5 separate regions of the Mus musculus genome follow, and regions 1, 2, 3 and 5 are each linked to region 4. Evidence: chromatin contacts called from public promoter capture Hi-C data. All regions are on one chromosome and are shown on one strand. Each heading gives the region's core, a stretch centred on a gene start, on an enhancer-like site or on the middle of the called end of the contact. The rest is flanking DNA. Distances are from core to core; before and after follow the strand shown. Region 1 holds the start of Pdap1 (PDGFA associated protein 1). Region 2 holds the start of Atp5j2 (ATP synthase, H+ transporting, mitochondrial F0 complex, subunit F2). Region 3 holds the start of Zfp655 (zinc finger protein 655). Region 4 holds the start of Pan3 (PAN3 poly(A) specific ribonuclease subunit). Region 5 holds the start of B3glct (beta-3-glucosyltransferase).

Evidence for each region. Promoter capture Hi-C pulls out the DNA fragments that hold promoters and counts their contacts.
Region 1: a promoter capture Hi-C map of liver shows a contact between it and region 4, with 5 times the contacts expected there. The contact joins the promoter of Pdap1 here to the promoter of Pan3 in region 4. A contact is called at or near these places in 4 of 39 promoter capture datasets (cranial neural crest, liver, pre-B cells and 1 more) and 1 of 115 datasets of contacts at active chromatin or transcription factors (astrocytes).
Region 2: a contact with region 4 is called in a promoter capture Hi-C map of liver, with 6 times the contacts expected there. The contact joins the promoter of Atp5j2 here to the promoter of Pan3 in region 4. A contact is called at or near these places in 3 of 39 promoter capture datasets (cranial neural crest, erythroid cells and liver).
Region 3: a promoter capture Hi-C map of cranial neural crest shows a contact between it and region 4. The contact joins the promoter of Zfp655 here to the promoter of Pan3 in region 4.
Region 5: a contact with region 4 is called in a promoter capture Hi-C map of erythroid cells, with 6 times the contacts expected there. The contact joins the promoter of B3glct here to the promoter of Pan3 in region 4. A contact is called at or near these places in 2 of 39 promoter capture datasets (erythroid cells and pre-B cells).

Annotation. Positions count from the first base shown.
Region 1 is chr5:145,138,612-145,141,311 of GRCm38.p6, reverse strand. It overlaps Pdap1 (PDGFA associated protein 1), which reads left to right and starts at 1,287. Exons shown (of 6, transcript NM_001033313.4): 1 at 1,287-1,345. The coding sequence starts at 1,333. It overlaps Bud31 (BUD31 homolog), which reads right to left and starts at 936. Exons shown (of 6, transcript NM_001310771.1): 1 at 870-936; 2 at 1-7.
Region 2 is chr5:145,190,220-145,192,919 of GRCm38.p6, reverse strand. It overlaps Atp5j2 (ATP synthase, H+ transporting, mitochondrial F0 complex, subunit F2), which reads left to right and starts at 1,379. Exons shown (of 4, transcript NM_020582.3): 1 at 1,379-1,417. The coding sequence starts at 1,405.
Region 3 is chr5:145,230,390-145,233,089 of GRCm38.p6, reverse strand. It overlaps Zfp655 (zinc finger protein 655), which reads right to left and starts at 1,348. Exons shown (of 4, transcript NM_028298.4): 1 at 1,259-1,348. It also overlaps Gm6287.
Region 4 is chr5:147,428,875-147,431,574 of GRCm38.p6, reverse strand. It overlaps Pan3 (PAN3 poly(A) specific ribonuclease subunit), which reads right to left and starts at 1,419. Exons shown (of 19, transcript NM_028291.5): 1 at 566-1,419. The coding sequence starts at 995.
Region 5 is chr5:149,676,919-149,679,648 of GRCm38.p6, reverse strand. B3glct (beta-3-glucosyltransferase) reads right to left here and starts at 1,419. Exons shown (of 15, transcript NM_001081204.2): 1 at 1,270-1,419. The coding sequence starts at 1,312.

The DNA.
Region 1 (2,700 bases), core at 38-2,537, 2.3 Mb after region 4:
GTCTCATCTGTAGAATAAAAGCAGTAGATTACACACGTTAAATAGCCGCCAAAAATCTCTCTTTTTAGAACAACAAAGCAGGCCAGTCAAAATCTAAATAGAAACGCTGTTTTCTTCTTCTTCCGATTGCATAAAGCTTTCTAGCTGGCAAAGAGTAACCTATCAGCATAACAGACTCATCTGCTCAAAACTGTCTTTAGTCCCATCCACTGTATGGTGACTGACACTTTACAATCCCCTATTCCCACACCCCTTCTTAACAATTTAATAAATTAAGAATAAAACTCTTAAGACGTGGACTCAGGGTCACATTGCTGACAACCAGTGAGTCTAACAGATTAGAGGCTCCTGACTTCCCCATCAGTGGTCTTTGCTCTGGTTTTTCCAGCGCTTACGTTAAAAGATAGATTGACTCTGAGCCCTTCCCAGGGCGCACAGCCTGATTAGAGAATCACTTTCTCCTGACCTAGGAGGACTCAACCCGAGAGGCTCTCGGGGCCGGGGAGAGGTAAAACGAAGAGGCGATCGGATCAGGAGGAAAGAGGTGTTGTGTTGGGCTGTTTACAGACGTAGAAGAGCGGGAAAAGGGGTGAACAAGAGCGAAGTTACGGAAGGGACAGTGGCAGAAAACTCAAGAGCAGCATCTGAGAAAAAAAGCGGTGTTTAGACAGAAAACGGTCCCGGAAGAGAAAACGACGTGGGAAAAAAACACACACGCAGAGAGAGAAAGAGCGAGCCCCAAGTTTACCATCCCCTGTGCAAGTCATCGGAGACTCCAGCCTCTGCCGCATAAGCAGCTCACACAGCTCTCCTGCCCGTAACCATTGCCAAAGATACGGTACTCGAGAACCGAGCAGAGAAACACTCACCGGAAACTCAAGCACCTAAGGCCGCTGCTTCTTTATTGACGGCTTCCGCTCCGGCGACAAACTCTTCAGAATAAGGCCCTCGCGGGGCCCCGCCCACCTCGCGCGGAGATTGCGTCATCTTAGGTGTCCCTGGCGCTGCCTTTGTAGAATTCCGTAAACCGTACGGCCCTTTTCCTCTCACTTCCTGTAGGGGTGGCCCACACGGCTACGTGTCTCCTCGGACAGGGACACCGGGGAACGCGGATTCCTGGCAGTACATATTCTGGTCAGGAATTCAGGCACCTCCCAAGACAGCCCGGCCTCGGTGTGAGGTCCCAGATCCTCGCAGCCGTGGCGGCGGTGGCGGCGTCAGTGGCGCGCGGAGAGGGAACCAAGCCGGGCGGAAGAAGTCGATTCCAAGGAGTTTCCGGTTCCGGTGTCAGTTCGAGGCGCCGCCGCCGCCGCTGCAGCCGCCGGAGCCGAGATGCCTAAAGGAGGTGAGGGGGTGGGCGCGCGTGGTTCGCGTGGCTTCTCTAGTGGCGGCCGTAGGCGGGCTGCCGCGGACCCCTCAGCCCGCGGGTCTGGGGCCTCTAAGAGATCCGCGCTGAAGGAGGCCATCCCCGTCGCCTCCCAGCCATGCGTGGGCCTCGACGCTCAATTGTCCTGCCTGGGAAGCCGAGGACCACAGTGGTTGAGGGCCTCTCCGTCGGGGATTTTTGAGGAGACTCACGGGTGCTGGGTCCTTGTCCTTGAGGAGAGCAGGACCCAGGAGTCTCGGCCAAGCCTCCGGAGCATCTGAAGTTTGTCCTCCCATTTGGCTGGCCGGAGACTGAGTCACCGCGTCCCGCGCTGGTGCGGTGCCTGGCTGCCTCGAGCATAAAATGTGGCTTTTGTGGAGCTTTTGAGGAGCCACGCCTGCCTCATAATAAGACCTTGACTTGATGATGTGGGACCTGGCTCTGATTCTCTCCTTGCACCGTAGCCACTAAGGATGTGCTTCTGAGCCAGTCGCCTAACTTCTTTGTGTCCCGGTTTTGTCGTTTCCAAAAAGGGGGTTGGGGTGGGGGACATTGATTATATTTTCCTCCTGTTATGAGAGAGGCATAAACTAGGTAGCCCACGTACTCAGCCCAGTGCCCCGCAGCCCCTAAATGTTCAGCTATTACTGTGTGTAGAGACCAAGAAAACAAGTGTTTCCCATCGTACATTGGTTTCACCCCTTAGAATCAGGGGTTTGAATACCAGATATATCACATCTTAAGTCTGTGGCCTCAAACAAAACTTTTCCAGTTCGTTTTCTTCATCTGAACTACAGGGGTATTAATAAGGCTTAGTTGGATGAGTAGGAGACAGGCGGACAGGAGTTACGGTGGCAGAATAAATCGCTCTAAGGGCCTGGCTAGCTCCCAGCACAGAACAGATGTTCAGTAAATGTTGGCAGCTCACGTGTTAAGCCAGTTAATGCAGTGAGCCCACAGGAACATCTGCCTGGAGATTTTCAAGCTTAAATTGCTTCCTGTCAATATTCAGATATTAGGCTCTACAGGGCCAAGTGTGTCTAAATCTAGTTCTCTGCTGATTTATCCTGCGTCTAGAGGAGCACTGTCTTTGTTTCACAGTCTCATCTTTAAAAGGCAAAGGAACTTTTTTCAGCTCCTGACTCCAAGGTTGAGAATTACAGTTCGGCAGTCTTGAATATGAAATCATGGCTAATGGACTTAGTCTTGATTTCTGGGAAGCTTTGCAGGCAGATAAACAAAGCTTGTTTCCTTGCTTGGGCTAACATGAGAAAACAGTGATTAAAAACTATTTTAAAAAATCCCCCAGGAGCAAAGGACCAATTCTGTTTTCA
Region 2 (2,700 bases), core at 130-2,629, 2.2 Mb after region 4:
ATGCTTCTCCCTTTAGCTCCTGGACTCCCCCCACCCCTCCAGCGAATCATTCTTATAAGCCTGCTATTCTCACTCCCACCCTACCCCATGCTCTCACTCTTAGATTGCTCTGACCATGTCCAGTCAGATGCCCATGTTAAGTCTACTTCTCTCTGCTCTTCCAGATGCCTCTGGCTGTTCCCTCTCACTCATATTTACAATAAACATCCCCTCTCCTGGGGGCTGGAGAGATGACTCAGTGGTTAAGAGCACCGACTACTCTTCCAAAAGTCCTGAGTTCAAATCCCAGCAACCACATGGTGGCTCACAACCACATGTAATGAGATCTGACGCCCTCTTCTGGCGCATCTGAAGACAGCTACAGTGTACTTACGTATAATAAATAAATAAATCTTTAAAAAAAAATCCCCTTTCCTTATGGGGGCTGGAGAGATGGCTCATCTGTTAAGAGCACTATCTGCTCTTTCAGAGGACCCAGGTTTCATTACCACAAATCACATAGGAATTCACTACTGTCTTTCTAACTTCAGCTCCAGGGGATCCAATGACCTCTTTTGACTTCAGTGGGCCCTGCATGCATGTGGTACACAGACATATATGTAGGCAAAACACCCATGTACATAAAAATAATTTTAAAAACCTTCACCTTAATTATACCATGGAGTGGTTATGTCAGTTTATACAGGCAGTGCACACATATAATTCCCATACATGAGTTGTCACTGCTAAAAGTTTCAGGCCAACCCAAAACATATACTGATTTCCAGGCTAGACTAACTCTGTTATTGCATACAGTCTTGCTGTATTTCAGGCCCAAATTTGGGAATTAATGGCAAGATAATGCCTGTAGCTATATAGTAGTCTGACTTTGGCGCTAACATGGCTTAAATCTAATACTTCTGATTTTGGGTCAAAAAAACTACCTTTACGAGCTTTAGAAAATACCCATTTAAGCAGGTGTCAGCTGTGGAGGCGTGTTTGCAATCATCATGGAAACCACTTAAGCATGTGGAGTGGAACTTCAGAGGGATTTGGGGGTCAGAGCAGTGAATAGCAAGTAAAAGGGACTGGGGAGGGTTAAAACAAATGTTCCTATTCAAGGCTTCTCTGCTTTTCTTTCTTTTCAGCATTGGGAATGGAACCAGAGCCTTAAGCACTCCGGGACTGAGCCACACCCCTAAGCCTCTCATTCCTCATGAGAGATCCAAAAGTAGAAGGCAAAAAGTCAAAAGGTCCCTTTTCTCTTTTGTCCTTTGCTTCCGCCTGGGATAGGTCTCAAAATGCTCTACCTAAGTGGTGATCTACTTCCCATGAGCCTCTGCTTCCCGCTCCGGCAGGGGTGCGTGCGCCCTTCCCAGCAGCCTTTGCGCGCGGCTGGAGTTCTGCGGACACCAGGACTTCAAGATGGCGTCACTCGGTGAGTACTCGGCCCTTTCCTGGCCTTGGGGTTGGAAGCCCGATTTGGGCACAGGCTCCAGGGCCACAGTGGGGTGAGAAGGAACCGCGGGAACTCTTGCTCTTCACCCGGGGCTTCACTGAAGCCTCCCCGGAAGCGCGCTGGACACTTACTATAAGGTCCTGTGCTCCCGCCCTCCTCCCTCCACTCTGCAGCGGATTTCTGCTGTGCATCGCCTGGCCTGGCGGTGGAAGACCCAGTCAGCACGGAGAGGCTTCTGGGGGCCTGCACATGCGTTGCCCGGAACCATTTGTCTGTCCTTCCGCGGAGGACTAAGCTGCTGCTTTTTCTTCCTGCGCGACTTGACACAGGCAGGGTCACTTGAACCTTTACGCTGGGCAGCGCTTGGACCTCCCTGGAGATGAGGCTTTCAGATTACGGTCCAGGACCAGCGAATGCCTAGAATGGTTCCCGACACCACATTATGTTACATACGTGTCGACTGAATACGCCTACTGGGGTGAAGTGACCTGTTCAAGGTCACCAGTCCTGAGAGAGCCTCGCTGGGATTCAGACCTAGGTTGGCGGGTCTCATGATAAATGAGATTACCTTTCAGAAATGTCCTTGTGACAGACAAGCAGATGTTCCCTTAACACGTACGAGTCAATCTCCACACACATTCATTGCGCACTGTTGGGATTACACATTATTGTTGTTTTTGTTATTATGTGTCCCACACGTGTCTAGGTATGGTCATGGGAATGCTGGAGCTTGTGTCCAGGTTCGAGGACAACTCCGAGGAACTCCAGTAGCCAGGCTAGCCATTTCACAGTTGTCTACCTCCTCCTTTTGAGACAGGGTTTCACCATGTAGCCCAGATTGGTCATGAACTTGCTGCCACAGTCGTGATGTATTAGCGTCTATCTCTGAGTGCTAGGATTACAGGCCTATGCTACTGTACTTAGCTTGTTACAGTGTTCTTTATCTCAGCCTGGGAAGGTGAAGGGGGGGGTGTCTAAAAACGGGGTGTGAAGGAGCTGAGCCTTTTTGATTTGGTTTGGTACTTGGTTTTGCAAGATAGGATTTCTTTGTGTAGCTCCAGCTGTAATGGAACTCATCTGTGGATCCACCTGCTTCTGTCTCCCCAGTACTGGGCTTAAAGGTGTAGGTCACTGCCACCTGGGGCATTAGCAGCTATTTTATCTGTAAAATGGTAGGAGATGGTTAGTGAACACAGCTTTCAGAAGAGACAACGGGAAGAGCATTAATGACACTGCTCAAGAGGCTGAAGAAGCACAATTGT
Region 3 (2,700 bases), core at 99-2,598, 2.2 Mb after region 4:
AGCTAACCTGATCTACATTCCAAGACAGCCAGTGCCTCAGAAAGAAACCCTGTCTAGAAACCCAGCCCCACTAGATTTTAGTTGTCACAGTCCACAGACTTAAGTTTCTCTAAATGTAATTAAGTAAAGTGCATGGTAATTAGGGCCCAAGAAGGGTTTAAAACCTAAAAAGTTACCAAAATAAACAAAAAGAAAAACACAGAAGCAGGAGATGCCTGTAATTTAAGGGTAGAGTACTTCCTAGTATGCACAAGGCCCTACCTTCAATCCATAACAACCTCCCCCTTCACAAAAAAACAAACATGAGTACCATTCGGTTTCAAAACTTAAAACCCAAACAGGAAGGTGTAAGAATTCGATATTACTCAGACTCTACTGAACAATCCCAAATCTGTGGTTTAAAATATATGTGTGTGTGTGTGTGTGTGTGTGTGTGTATCGCTGGGCGTGTAATCCCAGCTCTCGGAAGATTTAGACAGGAGGTTCAGAAGTTCAAGGTTAGCCTCAAAGCTGTCTTTTAAAAACCCAAACCAAAACAACAACAACAACAACAACAACAAAATAGCTACCATTAAAAGAATTTTTTTCAACACAGTACAACTGCGTAAACCTTTCCATGGAGCGTCCTAAGTAATTTAGAGGCTCAAGCTGAGACCCAGTGAAACACGCCAGATAAGATTACTCATTGTTTTTCTCAAAAGCAGGCCCCTTAGGAATCATGTGGTAAGCGGTAAGGCCGTTCTGCATTACTCAATGGGCCCCGATGAATAATGATACAACTCACTTAGGAGACAGACCCTTAGGGCAGGCTGGTCGAGCCACCTGCGCGCAGCACGAGGGAGGGCTGCGAGGAGCCTGGTGTCCTTCAGATCCAAGGACGAGCCCGGGTTCCGTCCACCGTCCACCGTCCACCGCCCTCCGCCAGGCTCCCGGCCCGTCCGCAGGCCTCGCCCAGAGCCACCCTCCGCCTACCTCTCTCTTGGGCAAAGGTTCGGTCCCCAGAGGGCGAAGCGGGCCACAAGACCGAGCTGCCACCCGGGCCCGGCCACTGGGTTCGCACCACGGGGCCACCCCGGCTCCCCGGGCTCCGCGACGAACCCGGGAAGAGGGGAAAACAGGGCCGCGAGCCCGGCCTTCCGCGCGCCCCAGCTCCGGGAACAGCCGTCAGCCCGCACGCGGCGCCTCCTGCGCGTCCGCCCCGCGGGCCAAACAAGCGGTCGCTCCCACGGCGACGCGACAACGGTTCCCCGGGACTCACCCAGGTGGAGAGGCGGGCCTGGAGACTGTCCCGTCACGGAGGCGCTCCTCGCTCAGCTGCACCAGCCTGTCCGGGGCCACTCTCTCGACTGCCAGAAGGCTGACGCCTTACGTCACTTCCGGCGACGGAAGTCCACGGGAGGGCGGTCCCGGGTGAGGTTCCCGGATGAAGAGCAGGGGTGAGGGTGTCCCGGGTCGAGCTGTCAGCTGACGGACACGGGATGCGGTCTCGTGGGTGGGGTCCGCAGCATCGCTAGATAAGGCCTTAGTTGCTGTTGTGCTTCGCTTTCTCGAGGTCGCACAGCCCTCCCTGCTGATTAGGGCGCATCTTACACCAGGAGGGCGACAGAGGTTGGGAAAGAACTCCCGACTCCTCCCGGGCCGCAAGAGCGTGCAGGAGGATTCCTAAGCAGAAGATGAAATACCACCCTCGTGTCTAATACTGGTTTGGTCCGGCTTTATTTCTCCTAGGAAGTGCCTGACCCCAAATTGCCCACAGAAAGGGACATACTAGGTGTTGCCCTGCCTGGAAGGGACAAACGTTTTCCCCAAGAGGATTCGCCCAAGGTCACCAAGATTTTCCTGTCAGGCCCTACTTTGAGTCCCACCCTTTCCTTCATGTTTGATTCTTTGCCTACCATGAGGTGAGCAACTTCTTCCAACAGGAGTTCTTCGCTGTGTGCAGCTTCACTGTAGACACAAAGGGAGCAAGTTTAACTGAGAACTGTTTGAAACTGTGACACAAAAATCTCTCCTCAAGCTTGATTATCTCAACTATTTTTGCAATAGTAGATGCAAAGCCAAGACTCCCATAATTTTGTTCCCCTGGAAATTAGTGAAGCTCAGAATCTTGTAATTTACAATCTTATAATTATCTAGTATTAGGAACAACTGCTACATAAATCAAATATTTTAAAATACTGCCCAAGGGCTGAAGACGTGGCTCAGTGTTGAAGAGCACTGTTGCACTTCCAGAGTACAAAGGTTCGCTAAGTTCCCAGAACTCAAACTGTGGCTAACAACCCTGTCACTAGGTTCTAGAGGTGGATCTAATGCCCTCTGACCATGGGAGACGCTGACCACCCCAGGTGAACATATATGCATGCAGGCAAAGGATACACATATAAAAAATTATTTGGCTTGGAGAAATGGCTTACCAAGTAAAAGCCCTAACTGTTCTTGCAAAGGACCGGAGCTCAGTTCCTAGTTCCCACGGTGGCTCACAACCAGTGTAACTCCAAATCCAGAGGGTTGGATGGTCTCTCTTGGGCTCCTGTCACACATTTGGCACAGTGCACACATATGCACACACATACACACACAAAATAAAAATAAATCTTAAGGGAAAAAAAAACTGCCCACAACAGGTGTGGTAGCCTATGTGGTGGTCTATACCTGACAGGTGGATCTCTGTGAGTTCCCAGACTAGTCTACATAGTGAGT
Region 4 (2,700 bases), core at 170-2,669:
TCTATTAAACCTGTGCTTACTTAAAAATAAATAAATGAATAAAGCTGATCTTCATACACCTCTCCTCCCCGCACCCCCACCCCTGGCCCCGGACATCCTTTAGAAGGAGTTCCCAGCCGGCAACTTTCGGCAGCCCGCGCTCCACGCGAGCACGCACCGACACATGTGCTCGCAGACCCAGCCCCTTTCCACGCACACGCGCGCGCGCGCGCACACACACACACACACACACACACACAAACCCGGAAGCGACACCCCCTTGCTTCCACTCCGCAGCCCATCCCCCCTGCTCCCCGCACCCCACTCCCAGCGCCCCCCACCCCACCCCAATTACACCACGACCGTCCGTCCACCCACGCTCCCGGGAACCCGCCTCCCCTAGCTCCGGGGTTTGCCCCGAGCGGCGGAGCCCAGAGAGGAAACAGGAAGAAGGAAGGAGGGCTGCGCAGGGCCTAGGCCTCTCCTGCGGCCCGGAGGTGAGGGGAAGCGGGCAGGCTCAGGCCTCCTCCCCGCGCCCGGACCGCACCAACCCCGCACCGCACCACCCCGCCCGGGCCTCACTTACTCGCCACCCGCGGGCCATCGAGTCCGCCGCCCGCGGTCGCCGCCCCCGGGACGCCCAGCTCCGGCTTCTTGGGCCCCGCGGGCGGCCCCGCTCCCCCGCCCGGGAGCGCTCCCGGAGGAAAGGCGGCCCCGGCCGCGGCCGCTAGCGCCAGCGGGACGCTGTTGCTATGGAGGCCAAGCCCCGGGGCCGCGCCGGCGGCTGGGTCCTCGTGCAGGAACTGACACTCCTCGCCGTAGAAGCACGTCTTGTCCTTGGCGTAGTAGCGGCAGTACTTGAGCTTCACGCCCGCCGCCGCCGCCGGCCCGCCGGGGACGCCCCCGACGCCCGACGAGGCCGCCACCGCCACCGCCACGGCCGCCGCCAGCGAGGACGACGACGGCGAGGCAGCGGCCGAGGGCGGCGGGAGGCCACCGCCGCCGCCACTGTTCATGGCCACGCCGCAGCCGCGTCCCCCGCCGCCACCATAGACGAGGGCGGGAAGGAGCCGCCGCCGGAGCCGGATGGAAGCCGGGCGGGCGGGTTGGGCCCCGCTGAGGGAGCCGGAGCCGCCCGGGGAGGGGGAAGGGCGGGCGGGCGGCGAGCAGGGATTCTCCCTCTCCCTCTCCGCTGTCCTTAAAGGGGCCGCGCGGGACGCCGCGGTGGGCGCGCGGCCGGGGCTGCGGGGAGAAACGACCCTGAGGCGGCGGCGACCGGAAGCTGTGGGGCAAAGGCACGGCGGGAGGGAGCCGCCGGTTTGTTTTTAAACTCTTGCCCTCCGCTCGCTCGTCGGCTCGCGCTCCGGGTCCTCCCGACTTGTTTATGCCATTTTCCTCTTCCTGAGACGCTCGCCGCCTCTGCGCCTGCGCGAGTGGCGCGGGGCCTTGTGGGTAGGAGGCCTGGCCCGGGGGTGGGGGACCGCAGGCGTGGCCCCCACGGGGCGTCCGCGAGCTGACCGGAGGCGGTTGCTTCAGCCCGAGCCCTCGGAGGGAGGCCTTCCCCACGGCGGCGGCGCCGAGGCTCTCACGAGACCCGGTGGTAGTCCGCTTGGAGGGGAAAACACAAAATGACAGTCCGTCTCAGGTCCTTGGAAGGGGACGCAGCCCAACCTCGCTCCCCGGAGAGGAGAGTTTGCTTCCGTTTGTCACGTTTCCTCTCCCTTTCCCTGTGCTCCGCCACCCCTCTAGCCTTTGTTTTTTTTTTTTTGTTTTTTTTTTTTAAATCCTCCCCCTCGAAGGTGATGGACTACTGGCCAGATAGCCTTAGCTTCTGGGCTCTTTGTCAAAAGATGGAGCCAGAACCCTGGATGCCACCAAACCCCTGCTTAGAGCAGCACCTGTTTCCTCCGCTTTGATGGCCCTCGGGATTTTTTTCTCTCAAAGGTGCCACCTGGGACAGTGCTACCTTGGCAGCACGGGAAGACCCAATTCCAAATGTGCTGGAATGTTTTCCTACTCTGCATTCGAAATTCACTTTTTAAAAAAAAGTTTTCCCCTCATTGATTTCCAATTTGCTCCCCCCACCACCACCTTTTTTTAAAGGGGAGAGGCGTGAAGACAATTGAACCGCAGTGAAGTGAAAAATTGATATTAGGGTTTTAGAAATCTTCTCTAAAAGATTTTCTCAAAAGACAAATCCCTGTTATGAAAAGGACGGGTGTGGGCAGCATTTAAGGAATCGTGGCAGCCTGACGAAGTCACAAAAGAATATATAAAGTTTCACACTGCCAAAAGGGTGAGGTTGAGATGCATGCTATATAGATCCCAATCTGGTAAGCCTAGTGATGCTGCCCAGGGAAATTCTAAGCTGCTATCTCTGCGTGGACGCAGTGTTCACTCATTTAAATATCCAACAGGTATTTGTTAATGTTAATTACATGTTCCCAAGGAGCTGGGGATGCAAAAGTTAACCAGATGCAGTCGGACCTGAATTCAGAGGGCTTATTTATCCTCCGGCTAATGAGGCATAAGATGTGAATTAGTGTCTAGTGTTAACATCAGCTGTTAGAGGGGATTTAAAGAGTTGAACTCCTACTGAGAACTGTTGGGGAGTGGGGAGAGTGTTTACAGCATCCTTGAATTCAGACCTGCCTTTGGAACCTGCTTGCTTCTCTGTGTCTCCTTTGTACATTTGAGATTAAGTAAGTATCCACTTCATAA
Region 5 (2,730 bases), core at 170-2,669, 2.2 Mb before region 4:
CTGGACTGCCTGGGACCAGTTCTCTGATTTTCCCGGAGGCCTCAAGGTTCCGCGGGGCACCCCGGTCCTCCCTCCCCTCCTTGCCCAACTGCATTAGGAGGAAGGCAGGCCAAGTTTGTAGGTTCCTAGGGAGTGGTACACAAAGAGAGGAGGTCTCTGGGAAATTGCAGGAGCTGAGGGTACAGGGTGGGGGTGACGCAAGGGATACGGGGAGGGGGGCGCGCCTTGGGGCGTGCTAATGGCTGTATCAGGGTTCTGTAAAGCTGGGTAGGGTCTCAAGGAACACACGATGGGATGCATGGAGTATTTAAGGCAAAACGGTGTGTGCTTGACTGGGGCGATGGGCGGGGGTGGGGGTGGGGTGTAGATAGTGGGACACCGGTCATGCACAGCAGGAGATCCAGGGTACATACGGAGGAGTGGGAAAAGGGGTGCCCATGGCCGAGTGCAGGTTGTCCACAACAGGAGGTACAGGGTGCACAGGGCGGAACACGGGGGATGCACAAGGTAGAGAGCGGGGTGCACACAGTGGGATGCGGGGTATGCACGGTGAGGTGGGATACGGTATTCAAGGTCGGGAGGGGTGAAACTTGGGATATGCACCTCCAGGCACTGGGAATGCACATGGAGGATCGAGGGGTGTGCACAAGGTGGGGCGCGGGGATGCACATCTAGGGGTATGGGATGCACAACTATGGGACCCATGAGTGCACAGCTGTGGGACACAGGGGCACACGGTAGAGAGCAGGGGGTGTACGGCCGGGCACGGAGTAAGCACAAGCAGAGGGTGCACACGGTGGGGCGCACGGAGTGTACACAGTGGGGCGCAGAGTGCACACGGCGGGCCGTGGCATGAATGCCGTGGGGCGTAGGATAGCTACGGTGGAGTGCGGAGTGCACACCGCGGAGCGCGGCAAGCATTCGGCGGGGCGCTGGGGGCGCACAGGGCGGGGTGCTCATAGTGGGGCGCGAGGTGTGCACCGCAGGGCGCACGGGCGGCGCGCAGGGGCGGGAAAGGCGCGGCCTCTTGTAAAGTTTCTAGCAGTTGCGCGGCTCTGGCTCCCGACCCGGCCGCGCCCTCCCCACCAGCCCGCGTGCCCCGGCGGAAGGAGGCGGAGATGGAGAGGGCGCGGGCCGAGGGTGGCGCCACTAGAGGGCGCTGCGGCCGGGACGGGGCGGGACGGGGCGGGCGGCAGCCGGAACCGCGCGGGGGTGGCCAGCAGCCCCGGGACTCCCTCCCCGCGCCCGCCCGGGCCGCTCGCTACTTACCCGCGGAGCAGCTGAACAGCGCCAGCAGCGCGGGAGGCCGCATCCCGGAGGCAGAGGCTCCGCGCCCTTCCCGGAGCCGAGCTGCGCGGACGCCCTGCGCGCCTGACCCTTCTCGCGCTCCCCTCCTCCTTCCCGGCGCCGCGCCGGCTCGGGCTGCGCCCTCTGGCGGCCGGGATCGGGAGCGCCCCGGTGTACGCTCGCAACCGGCGCGGTTGTAGGTGGTCCTGCTGCCCAGCTGGACCGCGCCCTCCTCTGGGCATCTGACCTCAGAGCTTCTTTTCTGACCCTCTGACAAACTCTGCCGTCATGCCCTTCGCTTCCCAGAACTTCTTTCCCCATCCCTAGCAGTAGATCACCCTTACTGTCCTCAAAGTGAAGGAAGAAGGATCGTTTTTTTCTTCCCTGCTAATGGACTATCTTCAGTTTTTATAAAAAGCAAAATCGATAATTCAACTCTTAATATTGTTGGCACCGATGTTCTACTTTGATGAAGGTGTTTTTAATCAGCTCAACTAATTTACTTAATATCCTCTTCTTAAATGGAATTTGATTAATAGCTTTGGCCCGGAGTTTTGCTCTTAATAGATGTTGGTGTAAAGCTAAATTTTTATTAATGTTATTTTGAGTGTTCACTGTGATGGAAGAGAGAGGGTATTCAAGATACTTGATGAAAATGAATCAATTAAGAACACAGAGAAGAGTGAGGTGGAAAAGTCACATAAGCAGAGTTCCTTCCAGCACAGAATCCTGAAGGGTCTCCCTCCCACCCTGGAAGAGTTCCACCTGAGGACCTTACAGTTACATTGTAGTGAACCAAAGAGGGAAACAATTACAGGGAAGAATTAGAGGGACCCTTCCCAGAAACACAGTTTCTCCTGCATCTCCAAGGATGTAAAAAAGACTGACTGAGCAACCCTGGCTTGTGTTTAGATGATGCGAGGCTAGAGGGCAGCTAGAGTTGCCTTTCAGCCACTGTGGTCACAGGACAAATGACTCACCGAACATCTCCCCCAACCACAGGTAGTAAAACTCTAGGGCAAGCCTGCTCATAAAGACTTTGGCAGTCATATTTCTTAGTTTCTGTGTGTTTCTTGTTGACTGGTGCCAGTCTCTTGACTGATGAAGACCAGCGCTACAGTTTTTCCAAATTCTTGGTTGGCTGCTTTAACTCCTTGGGCTTTCTTGGGAAGTTCTAAAGCTGATAGACAGTTTCCCATTGCTAAAGTTTTCTAGCATTCTCCTAGGAAATATTCCTTCCCTTTGTTAGACACCGTACCTATAAACAAGATGTAAATAGAGAGAAAAATCTAGTAGCCAAGTAACACAACTGAGGACCCTACTTTGGTAGCAAACAACTTTGAGGGCTTAGTGGATCAGACTTTTCATTGAAATTATCCTGGAAGGATGGAGAGGTGACTCAGTGATTAAGACCATGTACTACTCTCCTGGAGGGCCTGAGTT